2 separate regions of the Columba livia genome follow, and region 1 is linked to region 2. The links are chromatin contacts, called in public Hi-C maps. All regions are on one chromosome and are shown on one strand. Each heading gives the region's core, a stretch centred on a gene start, on an enhancer-like site or on the middle of the called end of the contact. The rest is flanking DNA. Distances are from core to core; before and after follow the strand shown.

The links. Hi-C and Micro-C count contacts between places; a contact is called where the count stands out from the background.
Region 1: a Hi-C map of liver shows a contact between it and region 2, with 2.7 times the contacts expected there. The contact joins the enhancer-like site here to the promoter of GRIP2 in region 2. A contact is called at or near these places in 2 of 2 Hi-C or Micro-C datasets (crop and liver).

What each region holds. Positions count from the first base shown.
Region 1 is chr10:19,006,317-19,012,395 of bColLiv1.pat.W.v2, forward strand. No RefSeq gene overlaps it. Among named protein-coding and RNA genes, the nearest start is that of XPC, 13 kb to the right of the region's middle. Within about 2 kb of position 3,860, at least 1 of the 3 cell types and tissues checked has an H3K27ac peak away from gene starts, as active enhancers do.
Region 2 is chr10:18,537,823-18,543,274 of bColLiv1.pat.W.v2, forward strand. It overlaps GRIP2 (glutamate receptor interacting protein 2), which reads left to right and starts at 3,135. Exons shown (of 23, transcript XM_065075604.1): 1 at 3,135-3,301. The coding sequence starts at 3,247.

The sequences.
Region 1 (6,079 bases), core at 2,610-5,109, 470 kb after region 2:
TTCAGTCTCTGGGAAAATGTATCTTTGGGAAAAACCTGAACCTGAGAATGCCCACTATTTTCAGCTGAGCTACAACAATTCCGATCAGTAGTATCTTACCTTTAATTTCCATTTTTGTTTTGATGCTCCTCGCTGAACAAAAGACAGACTAAAACCAGAAACATGATGAAACATGATGTCTATGATTCTATGACAGCACAGCACCTAACACAACAGAATCCTGTCTCCCTCTGTGCTTCCAAACACTACCAGAAAACGCACTAGAATAATTAACAAAAATTAGCACATTCAGGGACCTTCCAACTAGACATGAATACCACAGCTGTTCAGATGGGACCTACGGGGTGAGTCTGTCCCACTCCCAAATGATTTTGCACCATAAGGCCTCTGGTTTATGACCAGAGGTGGATGTCACTGCAGGAGCTGAAGCAGTTATCATTCCCATCTGTTTACACCATTTTTATGCCAGAGTTCACTGGTCTCCCAAGGAGGATTGAATGGTATACGTAGCCCTATTCAGTTACCATGTAATATAGCTTGTTTTATTCATGTAAACTAAAATTAGCTGCAGTCTTCGCTAATATGTTAGTCTGGGAAACGCGATCACTCCAGGAAAGAAAAGGGGGAAGACAGAGGGGAAGGCAGGGGGATGTCTGCTGCTGACAGCCAAACCTGCCTGTGACTGTAAAGCTGATCCTTAATATAATATTACGTGGTTTAGAAACCCTTCAAAAGTGCTATGGTATTATTTAGCCAGGAACTGGACCTTCTGTGTCTAAATAATCCTAAATCTGGTTCACAACTCCTTCACTTGTACCTTGAGTAAATTATATCATGGCCATACTTCAACGTTGCACATCAAAACTGCTATTGCCAAAGCATTTAGGAGAGAGCTGAAGGGGAACTGGGAAGGTCAGTCACTCAGCATTTGTTTGCTGCTGGATCTGAGCAATGTCCAAGGGATCCATGACTCCAGTCCCTCTAAAGGAGAGTCAGAATTCTACCTGTAGAATTGGTGGCAACTACAGACCTGCCCGTTCTTGAGAATTCAACCCTGGGCACACTAAGGCAGTTCAGAAGGGGTTGTGTGGCTATGAGGACAATACAAGGAGAATTAATAATACTGTGAGCCACATGATTAGGGTCAGAAATGAGAAGTTTCCAAGAGCCTGGAACACATGAGAATGTAAGAACAATCACGCCGAGGCAGCTGACAGCTCCCTATAGCCCAGTGCATTGTTCTCAACAGTACGGTAAGGAGTATAAGAAACAGGGTGTGTATGTAGAGCAATTCTTCCCCAGGGACATCCTTACTCTCCAGCAATCAACAGTTTATAACTGAGAGATCCCATCTGAACTGTTGTGTATACCAGTCACAAACTGACTGGTATACAAACCTTCCATAAATTACACTAGCCCCATTTTCAACCTACATCAGCTTCCAACGTCCACACCATCTTGTGGCACTAAGTTTCTAAATGGAGTCAATACAAAAAAGCCCTTCGCTATCATTAGTGGTAAACACAAAACTGGTCAGTGCCATCCAGCAATGCTCATTCCTGCACCAAGTATCAGACTTCATTAACATCCTCGTTAATTACATGACACCTTGGGCTGTTTTAATCTTAATGACTAAACACAACCTTGAAAGAAAAAGTGTTTTCAAGAGCAGGCAACACCGGTTATCATCCAAACCGCCTCCTCTAGCAATACTCCCTACCCACTGTCTAGACAGACGATATTCAGATAGGAATCTGAATCCTGATCACTACACTGGAATCTTCAGAATGTGGATCATCACACACTGCTGGCCAGAATACCTTTCTCTGTGCTACGTGGCACTGCTTTTCGAGTGATGGGACAGCATGCTGTAAAAAGCTCCATTAAAATCCTGTAACAGATGGAGGGGAAAAAAGCCTCCTTTGCCTTCTGCGCACAATCGCCTCCATTTCTCTCCACCAGAGCCGTTGTGTCCCAAAGACAGAAGCCAAAAGACGGCTGCACAAGCTGCGTTCGCTTCTGTGCCTGCCTCCAGCAACCCCTGCTAAACCACAGCCATTGCAGCTGAGGAAGAAAACCATTTAAGTGCATTGCTCATCGGTGGCATTTCCAGTGGAGTGCAAAGCATCACAGGACGAAACAAAGAAAAGCGGAACCTTTTGCAAATGGAGATTTCAGCATCTGCGTAGCTCACAGGAGTACTTCACATCCAGCATCTGTCTTAGAAGGTGAAACTTTCTATACTGGTCACTGAGGGAACAATTACATGCAAGTAAATTGGTTCCATTAACTCAACAGGGTCTGAAACATATGGGGGCAAGCCAGTGGACTTTCTTCTTCCAGAAATAAGCCGCTTCTATCATGGCAATAATCTTAATGCTTGCTGACACTGTAATTAAGAATTAAAGCTGCAGAAAAATGTGAGGTTTGCTAAAACACAATAGATATCTTTTATCCATACAATATACAGGACCAAAATATTCAGTGTTCTGGGGAGGATAATTAATCAGCATTCTCTTGCTGAAGTTCTTTTAATTGTCTGTGATGGGCTGTGTTGGGGGGGATTATTGAGTTTTAACATGGAACAAGATCAGGCACCATGGGGAATATTTACACGAATAAAGATTGCATGATCAAGATCTTTGATCTGGGAATTGCTATTCTGTAATCATCTATAAAGCACCAGGAGTGCCCCTGGCACTGTATATATAATAATGAATGATTAACAATAAATCATGTAATTAAATCTTCACTTCGAACATTCTTTTCATAATTCTTGCCTCAGAATTAAGTTCCCACATAAGACATATTAGGTCCTCATAATATTATTAAAGTTCCTGCACTTCAGCTTTTAAAACTCCCCTAGGGATCTATTGTTTCTTTGTTTAATGTGTTTATGAGCCAAAGGCCCCATTAAATACAATAGGGAAACTCCCAGACCTTTAAAAACTTTGCCACCAGAGACATTTCTTAGGCAACAGGACCATTTTTGCCATTCCATCGCGTAACTATTGGAAAGTCTATTGATCAGCAAAGTTCCAGGAGAAAAAGCACAGGAAGAATCCTCCCTCCACCCCCTAGATCACCAAGTCATTAAGGCCACAAGGCCAGCCAAGGCAGAGCTGCTGCACACATCCAGTTTTCCTTCCTCCATGGCATCTGGGTCATTCTCATAACCCCACATTAAGTCAGTTTTGTATTACAATTGCTCTTCATGCCTCATCACCTTCGTAGATGCTTTCTGTAAGAACAAGGAAAAGAAAGTCTCCTTTTCTTTGGTCTGGAAGATAAGGAGACAGGCAGATGCTTACATTCGGCTAAACCCAAGCTGTACGTTGTCACCTACAGATTTGAATGGAATATTCCATCTGAGACAAGATATTTTGCCAAAAACAGTAGAAATTTTGAGTATCAAACACTGACTTTTAAAAGTGAATTCCCATCCACCTTCAAAGGGACTTTTTAACAAATATGGAGAGAGACCCTTTAAAGATAACAGGGGGTAAGGATGAAGCCACTGTCAGTATGCTGAAGAAACTGAAATCTACCAGAGACAAACTTCATGGTCTGAACCCTTGTTGAAAATTATTTGACATTGCACTCTGTAATCCATATACCCAGTGCATTACAGTTTAATTTAGAGGGGTTATCTTGTCCAGCTGCAAGGTTCTTCTCAACCACTTGACTCATTTCTCTAAAAAGTAAAACTCATTCAGAATTTAAGTCCCCTTGGACTTAAATTGGACAGAGGATAAGCTGAGTTTATCAGTGCTGTGGTTTATCAGTTCTGCGATGGTTTATTGATTCAGCCTCAAGATTCAAAGCAGGCACAGAGCAAAGCAGGGAGTTCACACTTGTATACAAGTGGACCCAAGGGATACACGGGGTTACTGTGTACAAGTTTAAAGTGAGAATGCCTGGCATCAAATCTGAGCAACATCACACCAGTAAAGACGGTTCATTCGCAGATGAGTTGGCGGTTTCTCAACATAGAAGAGCTTAGAATGCAGGCTAGTGTGAGCCATGGGTGAAATGGAAATTCCTTTGGCCTCAACTAATGCATTTTAAGTGACTCCCACTTCGGGACAAAAAATTACAAGTTCTATTTTGTTAAACAGTTAAAAAAAAAAAAAAAAAGACAAACACAATCTGTATTAGGCTGGGAAGTTCTACATTCCAGTGAACATGAGGGATGGTGAACATAGCCTGTGGGCCAAACACAGCCCACGCAGAGCTTCACACTGTTGCAGCTTTCATCTTCAGCCCCCTGGGGTACGGCCCACAGAGACTACACGATCTCAACACGCAGAGCTCCATTGCACTCCAACCTAATGCATATCACATGCTAGGGCCTGTGTCTTCCACAAGCTGTACCGTCACACCACAACTGAGGAGGCTCCCAGCTCACTGTATCTTCAAGTAGTCAAAGCGTGGGGGGCTTAGTTTGGATTTTGAGGTGAGACCTAGGTGTAGCTTTCACAACCAGCAAGGTTCCTACAAGGCTGTTACTTGCTCAGAAGTCATTGACAGCGTACATACCCATCAGTTTGCTGATTCTTGATGTCCCACACCAATATTTACAAGTCACTAAAAAAATACAAACCAAGTGTGTTTCTCTCCTATCTCACCAAAATCCAAGGATAGACAACCAAAAGCATACAGAAATTGAGTATATGCTTGGTTGTAAAGATGTCTGAAAAGACAGCAAGGAAGAAGGTCATGCAAAGTTTCACATAAACAAAGGAATTTTCACAATAGATAATTTATACCATAGGACCCAATGTTAAATAACAAGCAATGTTAGAAAAGTAAAGTTTGAATAAATCGCAGTTGCAGCTGTATCTCTGTAATACCTTAACAGGGCTTCACAGTATAATCCTGATGAAGAGGCCTGCTAGCATCATCTACCTTCCAAGATTGCCAGTGGAAAGTTGTTATAATTAATACAGATGTCTGTAATAGCTGTAATGGTGATATATTACAAGTTCAATACACCTGTGAAATAGCTAATAATAGACTGAAATGCAGAGACACAGTTTGCACACCAGGAGTTTCCATCAAGTCAGTTCACTGCTCAGTGTAGATCCAAAGCTATCAGTACAAAAGTATCAACTGTGCTAATGACACCCAAGTTATTTAGCTGTGGCAACAGAATAAGAAAGGATTAGGCTAAATTTATAATTTCCCTTTCCCAAATCTTGGACCAAAGCTGAGGATCACCTCTTGGTTCTTAGCACAGCATTCCATTCTGTGTTTTCAGCTACATTTTGTTGACTTGAACTTTACAGCAGTATGATCAACCACTATCAGCTCTCTGTAGAGAAACAGATTAAATCATTCAGGATATACTTGTTTTTCAAGACTGACACTTAAAAATATATTTTTATCTTTACAATATTAAAGCCACATAGAAATATTAAAACTAAAACTTATTTTCTACTACCATTACTGACTTCTATTCACATTATCTATTGAAGGAAACTAAATTTTATCCTGTAGGTTCAGTTTAATTCCTCCTCCAATACCTCCAATACCAAAGGTATTGGAGGTACCACCTTCCTCCACATTACCAGTATAATAGTGGAAACAATGGTCTGTGTATTCATGGTGCAACCTATGTTACTGGAGTCTAGGATTTAAGAGATCCTTTACAAAGAAGAGCAATGTACCCTGTTTGCAGCTCCGCCACAGTCTCAGCATGCAATCTTGAACAAATGTTTAATTGCAATTGTCTGCTTTCTTTTCTTCAGATGAAAGAAATTAGATAATAATTTATAGCCTCCTTTGTAAATGCTCTCAGATTTATGAATGAAGCATTCCTCCTTCCCTTGCTATTGCATTCCTGCAAAGACTTTCTGTCTCACACAAAGGATGGTGGGTTAGAAGGGTAACTAATAAGCAACCTAAAAACAAAAGGCACCTCGCCTGAGGTCAGCATGACCTGCAGTAATTGCTTCTGCTGCTCTTAGACACACACCAAGGATTAGCAGCCACCACACACAACTCTCTAGAACAACAAAAAGAAGACAAAGCCTCTTGTGCCAAACTTACTGCTCAAAGGACACAAAATACTAAGTTC
Region 2 (5,452 bases), core at 1,885-4,384:
GACTACAGAGACTATGTTTTCTACAAACCCATTAAGAGCAAACCTGCAACTCAAGACTTACTGTCATCCCTTCAGCCCTAGAGAGATACCCCAATACACATGCACAGAAAATTTGCTTTTTGTTCTGAGCTGTGATGCCCGTTTAGGCTGCAGGCGCTGCAGTGCAGACACCTCACCTTTTACCCAACTTACAACCAGCTGGGACTTCAGTCGTGCTGTACTTTGTGTGTGTTCCTCAGCAGGGCAAGGACCCCCAGCTAGAGAAACAGTCAATGGACAGGGCATGGTTAAGTCACCAGTTGATCAAAACCGGTCGCCCTGTCCCAGGGCATGTGGCCTAAGAGGAATCTCTGCCTCACAAATTTGGTTTGACAACCATTTCTACAGGCTGGGAGGACAGCAGCACTTTCTGAAGTTGTGGCAGTATCCATGTCACCGTGGTGCCTAAAATCCTACGGCTGGATATTTTAGGCATACAGAAAGATTAGACATTGCTCAGGGACATGGATATTCACTTGTGAGGTTTCCTATGGATTTTCTGCTTCTTGAAATATCCCTTCCATGACTCCCCTCCAAAAGTGTCCCATAGCATGTCTTATACTGATCCTGCTTATGAATTCACTACCAGTATTTTTAGCTATGTTTTGTTTTGTCTAACACAGTTTCCCATCCGAGTACTGAAGTTAGGCTAACATGCAGTGCTTGAGAAAATCTCACCATATTAGCTTTAGCTCTTTCTACAAAAACGTATGTGTCAAATTCAATTGTTCGAAGCCCTGAGCTATGTTTTCAACTAGTAATGTGTTTGCTGTTTTCATGTTTAATTATTTCTGGGGCACCAGTGTCCTTTAAAAGTAGTGCTGCTGTAGCCACTATAGTCTGAAGAGATTTAAGGGAGAGAGTCTTTTATGAGATCAGCCAGTGTAAATGGCAAAAATAGATGAGCTTTTTAGGTACAAAAAGTGTAGATTTGACCTTACTTTTAAAAGCCCCTTCCTATGTCACGTTTTCCTCAGACTCTCATTACTTTTCCTGAGAGCAGTGTTAGATCAATAACAATCACTTTTCTGGGAATCCTTTTCTAATACCCAGAATCTGAATATCATCAAGCAATTACAAATTAACAGCCGAGGAAACTAAGGCACAGAAAGGGCAGGTGATTTGCCTGTGTGGGTGGTTGAGTCAGTCATATAATTCAACACCACTTGTCTCCGTGTGCTGGGTTTTAACTACTGAACCAGCATCATCTCCTGCTACCAGGATGTATGCTGACTTCAGATTAGTCCTTCTCTTAAAAGCTCCTGAGTTTTGCTGTCAGCTAAAATATTTGGTGCATATCACCAACTTCCTAGAAGTTGCCCTGATCAAATCCAGCTATGGAGTTGTGATTTCTCGAGTGTCCCAAACAAACCGGGTACATTTGCAATGAAATTGCGGAGGGCTGTGTTTCCCCATGAGGAGCAAGCTACAGAAAAGTGTAAAGAAAGGAGCTCTTCAAGAAGCTGCAGCTGTGTGTGTAGTCAATCCATACATGTTTCTACTCCGAATTTTTCTGTGCTGCTGCTGGGGGACAGGCAGGGCCAGAGCTGTAGCTGTGCTCTGTGATGGGAAACTCTCATGCAGTTCTCAGGAGCTGCGTGCTGCTGCATGTCTGCCCTCTGCAGCGTTGCAGATTCTTACACTCCAATGAAGAAGGCTGTTCTCATGAGTTTATGATCATCTCAGTTTAACTCACTGGGAAAACACGCTACTGATATCAGTAACTTCAAACCAACCTTTCCACATTGCTCTTCAAGAACCTGTGAGTGGGAAAAAAAAAAATAGTCAGCTAATTTAACCATAGGTCTTTAACTCAAGTACCTTAGGATCCTCATCCTCTCATACTCCTCCAAAGCCTTGGATTTTGGTAGGTTTTCGCTTTCAGCCCCTTTCTGCAGAAACTTGTTTTCTCCCTTTGATGTGCACAGAGCTGCAAGAGGTTATTTCAAGTGGACCCTCTCCCAAGTGCCTTTGGGTTGAGCCACTTCAGTTTTCCCCAGGCACTGCAGAGGTTTCCAGGCTCCTGCTGCCCTGCAGACCTGGCTGCCAGCACCCGAAATGGCAAATGCTTCTCAGACACAAGCTGTGGGCAGAGCACAGAGGGCGAGGCTGCTGCCCCTATGCTGCTCCACTGTCCTGTGGCAACTGCTTTTCATTCAGGTTGGGACAGAAAAATTGGTTTGAAAATTAAGCTGAAGTCCATATGGATGGATCTGGATGGATTTCTTCCTTTGGCATTGCAGCTGCCCTGTCCAACCCTGGCAGCATCAGTGCCTTCTGAAACTGGAACTAGCTCATGCTATTCCAAAGAGAGCTTGATCCATAATATTTTAGATTACAGCAGTTGTTACACATAATATTATCACTCTCACAAAGGGAGGTAGAGACCCAGAGTGAGACCTACCAGCCAACTAATAAGACACCTAATGAAGAACAAACAAAACTGCTCGTCACTGCAGAGATATATTTCCCCCAGGAAATTAAAAACATGAATACCCTGGCATATGCAATAAACATCTCCTTTGTAAAATGTAAAAGCATTGAAAACCTCTGGAATATTATGAGATGACAAAGATGCTTTTCAGTCTCTCCTGTGCTTCACCTGCTTGCAAGTGGTGGTGAAAAAGATGCAATAGATCAGCCAAACTGCTGTGCAACTTTTATTTACCAGTGAATGCAACTTTGGAATAAATACACGCCTCAATGAACACACCTGTGTTAGGACTACAAGGCAGCTGCTGCTCATTAAAGGGAAAAGGCACCAGGTTAAAGCTGTAAAGGGAATGTAGAATATGAATAGTGCGTTTTCCATACCCTTCCCGTGCATGCATTTATTCACCATCAGCTGGTGATTTGGGAACCGCAGAAACGCCGGTGCGGGTCAGTCCCCGCTGTCTGGCAGCAGGCGGGGCCCGCGCTACCTAAGCAGACCCCACTGGGGGAAAAATATATAAAATATATATGCGCATAATTTCTTCTCAGCACCCCCCGCCCCGCTTTGGGAGCGCCCCGGGGCCGTGTGTGCGCAGGCGGGGGCGGGCAGCACCGCTCCCCCGCCCCGCCCGGCCCCGCCGCCGCCGCACGCACCGCCCGGCAATAAAGCGCCGGGGAGCGCGGCCGCGATCGGCAGCGCCGCTCCCGTCAGCCCCCCCGGGCCCCTTCAGCCGCGCCGCTGCCCCGGGGGGCGGCAGCGCTGCCCCCGCCGCCATGCCGGGCTGGAGGAAGAGCCTCGCCCTGTGCCTGCAGAGGATGCAGGAGGACGGTGAGTGCGGCCGGGGGGAGGAGGGCGGGAGGTGCACGGGGATGCTTGGATCTTCCCCTCCACCTCGCTGCTTTTTTTTTTTTTTTTTTTTTTTTTTTTTGGTGGTGGGGAAAGGGTCTTCCTGGAAGGGAGATACCAGGGAGCTCTGCGAATGAAGGGGCTGGAGTGGGGATGCTCTTGGTACCGGTAAACTTCTCTGCAGCAAATCTGTCCTTCCATTCTCCGGCTCGCTTGGGCTCTGCTTGTTTTTTCTTCTCTAAGTGGTGGGGGCAAGTCTGGGCGAGAGGTGGCTGCGCGGTCCTCGCTGGATGTGTAGAGGGGCTTGCAGCGTCTGAGCTCCAACTTTCTAAAGCTGTTGGTGCTGCTGCTTTCACCTGGTATTTTTTCCCAGTGCCCAGCTGTAACTGGGGATCAAAAGGTTCGTGAATTGCATGTCGCAGTAATCTGATTCCTATTGTGCTGCTTTCTGGTGCTCACAGTGGCTGTGAATTATTTTGTTTACATGCTCAAGAGTGTGATGTTAAATAAACGTTGGATCTGCAGATCATAAAAGTCAGGAGAAACATCCACGAGGTGGCACAGTGAAAGCGGGGCTTAAACCTTCCGCGCCGGCTCCTGGGTTTAGAGTGGTGGGGAAACTTTGTCTCTGAAGTGAGGTTCTTCTGTGCTCCCTTAAGACTCAGGTGGAGCAGCTGATCTGGGATGGGCAGAAGTGAGCGGGAATGTGTGTCTCATTAACCTCAACTCTGTGTGTGCATGTGGTTAACAGCAGTTTCTTCTTTTGCATCCCTTCCCCTGACCGCCTCTCTAGATCACACACAATATCTGAAGCGGCACTGTTGCATTGTTTGGTGTGAGTAAAGTGAAAATCAGGGAGTTTTCTGTTCCTGCTGGTTAATAAACATGGAGAGAAAGTGTGGTGTTAAATGCCCTGTAAGGTGTCAGGACAGAGTTAAGCTGCTGAGTCTTTCTTACCCTGCTTCTGTGGGAGAACACCACCTGCTTCTGATGTTTGACTCCTCTGGGACCACAGCTTCCACACAGAGACTCCATTCACCTGAGACAGAGCTGTTAAAAATCTTATCCAGTTGAAGAGTAAATTGATCCTGTGTTCGACATACAGAGACCTGTTGGTGTGAATTCAGCCCTGTTGTGGTGCAGGGTTTGTACCACTGCAGCTCATAGGGATGCTCTGGCACTGCTGGACTGGGGTGGCTTTAGGGGCCTTATAAGTCATTTACACCAGTGAGCTCCTGCTGTCCTGGGTTAATGTGTTTGCCAGGTTATTTTCCTTGTGACTCCATCTGTCTGTACTGGCTCTTGTCCCTCGGGCTATGTAATGCCTCAGTTTCCCTCTCTCTGACTCCAGTCCTAGTGCTGCAGTGAGCCTGTGGCTGCTGTGCAGCCCTTCAGAAACACTGGGCATTTCCCTTAGTGACATTGTATTTATTTCCATGGCTGGCTCAGTGGTAGTTGGTCTTTGGAAATTACCATTTAGTTAATCACAGAACGGTTTATCTAGAGGAATAATTCTTGCAGGCTTGAGCTGATGTGCTGTGTAGAGGAGGAGGAGGAGGTATGTACCTGCTAAAGGACATGCTGAGTTTGTATGGAACTTCTTTCCCCTTTCCCCGAGGTGACCAGTTTGATGGTTGTATTACAGCATATAACTCTGCAAGGGTAACAGAGAAGGTATTTGGTGATGTTATTGTGGTGCTGCAGTGTTATCAAATATGGTCTGAGGTTTAACTGGATGCTACAGAAGGTTTCACATCATGTACAACATTGCCAAGAAATCTCTGCAGGGTTCAGTTCAGATTTTAGTTTTGCAAACCAACTTCCAACCAGTCTATGAAGAAATACTGACTTCTGGTTTTTCTTATTCAGAACAAGTTATATCTGCCTTGTTGGCATCTCCATGGCTATGCAGATGTGGTAGGTTTTGTTTTGGCTATCAAAGCTGGGGAGCTTCTCCCCCAGGTGTGTGTGCTCTGTGCCATCAGTGTGTTGCCTCCGAGGACTAGTCCTGTTTTTCATCAGGAGGGTATTTGTGATTAGAAGGGTGGTATATTTTGGTTACTGAATATTAATGTGATGAGCATCTCCTGCAATTTGCAGCCATTCAGTGCTTTGTTAATCATGGTATTCAAA